Regions from separate parts of the Mus musculus genome. Here region 2 is linked to region 1. A link is a contact called in public promoter capture Hi-C data. All regions are on one chromosome and are shown on one strand. Each heading gives the region's core, a stretch centred on a gene start, on an enhancer-like site or on the middle of the called end of the contact. The rest is flanking DNA. Distances are from core to core; before and after follow the strand shown.

What was found. Promoter capture Hi-C pulls out the DNA fragments that hold promoters and counts their contacts.
Region 2: a promoter capture Hi-C map of pre-B cells shows a contact between it and region 1, with 7 times the contacts expected there. The contact joins the promoter of Ttc21b here to the promoter of Grb14 in region 1. A contact is called at or near these places in 2 of 39 promoter capture datasets (hippocampal neurons and pre-B cells).

The regions. Positions count from the first base shown.
Region 1 is chr2:65,021,453-65,024,152 of GRCm38.p6, forward strand. Grb14 (growth factor receptor bound protein 14) reads right to left here and starts at 1,314. Exons shown (of 14, transcript NM_016719.1): 1 at 1,008-1,314. The coding sequence starts at 1,192.
Region 2 is chr2:66,255,267-66,257,966 of GRCm38.p6, forward strand. Ttc21b (tetratricopeptide repeat domain 21B) reads right to left here and starts at 1,351. Exons shown (of 29, transcript NM_001047604.2): 1 at 1,248-1,351. The coding sequence starts at 1,268.

The DNA.
Region 1 (2,700 bases), core at 64-2,563:
AGAAAAGAAGAAGAAGAAAAGCCTTGGGAGGCATTGACACTCCATTTCCTGTACTTAGGGCTTTCCTGAACACCAACACAGGCTACATCATGATTTATGCAAACATTACCCAGGGGAGTGTGCCATTTCCTGGCTCCTATTAAATTGACAAAATCTGTAAGTTACATCCAGTAAACTCATCCCCAGGATTTTTTTTTTACTCATCACTGCTGGAAGTTATGATTTATTAAATATAGATGTGGTTCATCTCACTTCGAATTTCATTCACAATGTTGCCCACACACAGTCTGCTAATTTTTCAAGTGCTTATAGATACAGAACACCAAGGCAGTCCTTCTGGGAAGGTAAGTCAATAGAATGTGTTAGCAGGAATGTAACGCTAGGCCACTGGGGAGTTATTTTAACTTGACTGAAGTCAGAGCGCTTTGCAAATCCTGACAAAGAAGCAGGAGTGGTATTTAGATGTGCGACTGCAAAAAGCCACGGATTCTTAAGCTCTTCTCGCCTTTTTCTTTCCTAAGTATGACAACTCCAAAGGCACTTAATGCTCATTGCTGTGGAGATGAGAAACCTTGGAAAGCCGCTGCCCTTTCCTGTGGAACATAAAGACGGCTCAAATGTCAACCCCTGCTCTGCCTCTCCCGGGTCCTTGGAAGACTCTATCTACGTGGGAGGTGAACACATTCAAGCTTGGATTTTTGAAGCCTATAGTGTAATAGGAAAAGGGCCACCCAGCAGCTGAATGTGGTCAGTCTGGAGTGAAGCCTTCTGGTTCACCCCAAAGGGCAAAGGTGAGACAGACCGCTCTCCACCACCCCGTGATGCTATTTATAACAGGGCACCTGGAGATCGTGGTGCCCTCCTGACCCCGCGGGATCTGGCTCCAAGGGAATTGTCTTCAGACACTTTCCAAACTTGGTCCGGCTCTGGGCACACACTCACCCCTGGGCCGCCTCCATACCCCAAGAGCGGATTGCTGACCCGGACACCACCACGAAGCTGCCTACCTGTCTATGGCACCGCGGAGGGTCGCATCGGAGGCGGGGGACAGCGCGTGCAGTCCGGGGACCTGCGCCGGGTCCTGGGCGTCTCCCTTGCCCTGGGCAACGCGGCACACCTGCACTGCCAGCGGCGAATCCTGGGCGCCTGCCCGGCCCGCGGCGCTCTGCCCGTCTTGCAGGGACGTGGTCATGGTCGTAGGCCAGGGGTCTAGGGAGTCATCGACCGCGAGGCGAAAGCTACGAAGGGCTGGGGGCGAGCAGAGCCGAGCGGTTGCAGGCAGCGAGCGCCTTGCAGGTGCGGTGGCAGGGCCGCCTGCGCTCACGGCCAGGGCGGCTGGGACGCGGTGGGGCGGGGAGCGGGGGAGGGGCGGGGGCGGAGGAGGAGGGTGGGGACGTAGAGGGTGGGGACCGGGAAGAGCGGTGCTGGGGGGCGGGGAGGATGGAGCGCCAGCCTGGCGGGCCCTGCGCGTAGCCCGGGCACTCGGGGGCGCTGGTGTCACTCTCCTGAAGCGTGGGGACCTCGACCTCAGGCTCCCTAAGTCCCACCGCCGCTTTCCCAAGTGGGTGACCCAGCACAAGGCTGAAAGTCCCGCGGGCCGAGTGCCACTCTGGGCTAGGAGGACCGACCTCCAATCTGCCTGGGTCCAGGCAGAACTGGTCCTTAGACCCTTCCGTGCCAGTAGGGCCACGGGAGATCACCTAAGCTGTGGCTTGATCATCAAGACAGACCCACAGTACTGGCAAACCAGGAGGAAATCTTAGGGCAATGTATTCTCCAGTCCCGCCCCCCACCCCGCGCTCCCTCCCCCACCACCCCTTTCCTTTTCCTCCGTGGCAAGAGATGGAGTAAAGTGAGGAAAAATCAGGGTTGCTGTCTTAGAAAAACTCCTTTGAACTGGTGAGAATTCTCAGTAAAACCTGAATGAATCTCAAGGTGCCTGGGATTATTAATAGAGTTTTTTCCTTGTGTTCGTTCTTTCTTTCTTTCTTTCTTTCTTTCTTTCTTTCTTTCTTTCTTTCTTTCTTTCCTTCTTTCCTTCTTTCCTTCTTTCCTTCTTTCCTTCTTTCCTTCTTTCCTTCTTTCCTTCTTTCTTTCTTTTCTTTTCTTTTTATTTATTTTTTATATTTTTACTTAGTTATTAATTAATTTTTTTTTTTTTTTGGTTTTTGGAGACCAGGGTTTCTCTGTGTAGCCCTGTCTGGCCTGGAACTCACCCTGTAGACCAGGATGGCCTCGAACTCAGAAATCTGCCTGCCTCTGCCTCTGCCTCCCAAGTGCTGGGATTAAAGGCCTGTGCCACCACTGCCCAGTTCTTTTCTTTTTTTAATGAGAGCATCTTTCTCATATTTTCCACATTCTGCCTTGCTCTCCTAACTATTCCATGAATCTACTACTTGCCTCATTTTATACATAAGAATATTAGGGTCCCCAAGCAACCCAGGGCAAGGCCCTGCTTAGCTCTTAGTTAACAGATGCACTCAGGATTCATCCCATAAGCTTCCATGTCAACCTAGGCAATGAAACAGTAGAGGCATTGTGTTCTTCCAGGATGCAGCAACCATACCCTGAAATCCGGACTTCTGTCCCTGCTTTTCATGAAGTATCCTACATCCTGTGCACCGTGGAGGACTTTCAGAGAGTTTACACACTCTTTGTTCTCTGACCAACTTAGATATCATCTGGTCCTGGCACCTGTTT
Region 2 (2,700 bases), core at 101-2,600, 1.2 Mb after region 1:
CTAAAAATAGTTGGAGAAGAAGGGCCAGGGAAAACCTTTCATAGACAAACGTTAGAGCTCATGAAGATGTACTGGCATATGAGGATGCTCCTTCATTTAGGTACATCCACAGCTGCTTACCAACGTCACTGCAGATGGACAGAGATACTAAAGTAGGTACCATCTGGCATTTTGTAGACGGTGCTTGCCACTCCTTGTTCAAGAACCTTGTTCTAGATAGAATATTGCACTGATCAAACTGGAAAGGGAAGAAGCCAAGGTCAGCAGCCTCAGTTTTAGGACACGACTCGCTCCTGTGCTAAGTGATGAGAAGTTTAATAATGGTTTTATCACTAAAGTGGTTTTAGTGCAGAACTCATTTGGATAAAATGAGGGATAAAACATGTAAAAGAGTTGGAGGAAAAACTTGAAAAGGTAATGTAGAAATTCATTAAAAAAAAAAAAAAAAAGCCAAACCTTTCGGTCTTCCCTAACTGTCAGCACCCACTGTCCTCTGAATATAATCAGTAGTTCTCATGACATTCATGTGTTTAATAGCTTGTGGGGTCAGCCCTCATAAATCAAGTGAAAGTTGCAAGACTAAGCACCTTTACTGCAGTATTGCAAGTACTTAGAAAATAGTGCAAAACACACAGAAGGCAGTCAACCAATGCTTGCTAAATGTACTAAGAACTTTTTCCAGTGTTGGATTTTTGAATGAGTAAATCTCATGTCCAGGAGTCTGTTCAGCTAGCTCCAACTTCCGGGAGTCACCCAAGAAAAAGCGCTCCACAAATACTGAACAGGTCCCAAAGTGGACAGAGGGGAGGGGAGGGGATGCGAGGGGAGGGGAGGGGAATGATCGCGAAAGGCTTCCAAACCTTGTCCTTGTTTTTCACCATTTCTGAAATATATGCTGAGTGCAACTATGGGAAGACCATTTTCATAATCTATAATACTCCTCCTTTTAAAGGACTTTCGTTAACCGCTTGCAAAGGTGAGTGCCGGGTAGAGGACATTAGCTCGCTAAGTCCCTAGAAATCACACTTGGAGACTAAGCAGGCTTTCCCAGGAGAAGTCCAAAGCCAACATAAGCAGGAGGCTGGGGGCTGGCCGTTAACCGCAAGGCAGTGGTTGAGCCCTCGGGATCATCCCGGCGGGGGGCGCAGCATCTCCGCCAAGGCCGCAGGCTCTCACCATCAGCTGCCCGAGCCACCCTGTACCTCGCAGTCCACTCGCCCTGCCCACGCCCCGCGCCGCCCGCTCACCTTCAGCCCCTGGGAGTCCATGGCCGCCGGCTACCCGGAGGGTGCCCACCGCTGCCCGCCGCAGGGTTAGGGGTTCAGACCCACTTCCCGGGCCCTCAAACCCTAAGGGACGCGGCGTGCAGCACGAGGGGCGTGGCCCGATCTCCATTGGTTGTCGGCGTGAGGGGGCGGAGCTTAGTTGTAGGACTAGGAAGGAGGGGGCCACCGGAGCAGGCGAGGAGGGAACCCCGAGGGAGGACCGCGAGGGCGACTGGGGCTGGAATCCGCTGAGCATTGAGTGCTGCCGAGTTGTGGGGCTAGAGGAGGGAGGTCCAGCCTGGAAACGGCGCGAGGAGGAGGGATTGGGTGGAGCAAGAGATATGAGATTAAAGAATAAAGATGATGAAGCAGCAAATAGGAGGGAGAGCCATGCCGCTTTTCATCCCTGCAAACAAAGGCCGACTCCATTTTCTCAGCATTTTTTGTGGAAGCCGATTTGCGCAATGCGGCTTAGTACTTGACCAGGGAAAATGATTTACCTGACACGTGTAGTAATCGTGTCTGGGCCACAAGGTGGCGCAGAAAAATCACAGTTCGGCAAAAACCTTGAAGCCTGGCTTGGGCTTGTTCTAAATCTTTTCAGGCGCTGCTGTAATTTTGCTATTCGAGTGCTTATTAAACTGCTCCGCCAGATTTCCACCCCCAAAGTCTTATTTAAAAATATGTGGTTACCTCTTTTAGATTTCTATTTCTTAAGTGTTTGCTGTAGTTTGGATCTAAACTGTCCCTCAAAGACACACGTGCTGAATGTTCCCCAGCCCGTGTGCTGTTGGGAGTGGTGGAACCTTTGATAGATGAGGCCAAATGAAAGGACTTTAGAAGATTCTCACGTGACCTTGAAGAAGACATTGGGACCATGGACTTGCTGTTTGCTTTTCTTTTTGCTTTTCTGTTTGCTTCCTGGCAGCCTTCCTTAGAAGATCTTCACCAGTGTATTTATCATGAGATCCAGCAAGCTGACTGAGAGGGGCATCTAGACACACTAATTTGTTTCTGCTTGTATTCTTTAAAGGACTGCAGGCAGCTGTGGCCGTTATACTGATGTTTTAGTGGGCCTCCTGCCTGCTCTTAGGACTCTTCCTTCAATCGGGTTGCTTTCTCCATCCTCCGTATGAGATCTTTTACCTTGTCTTACTGTATTTTGGTCCTGTTTGGCTGTCATCTCTTAGAAGCCTACTTCTTTCTGAAGAGGAGAGGGAGGGGGAATGGATCTAAAGGAATGGAGAAGCGGATGTGGTGAAAAGCTAGGAAGAGTGGGGTGGGGGAACTGTGGTTGGGATGAGAGAAGAATCCATTTCAATTAAAAAAAAACAGGCAGAATGATGTAGACAGTTCTAGAATTCTATCTTATCAAGAAGAGAGGTACTTAAGGTCATGACAAAGCAGTGGGGATGCTAATTATTCCAATGTGACC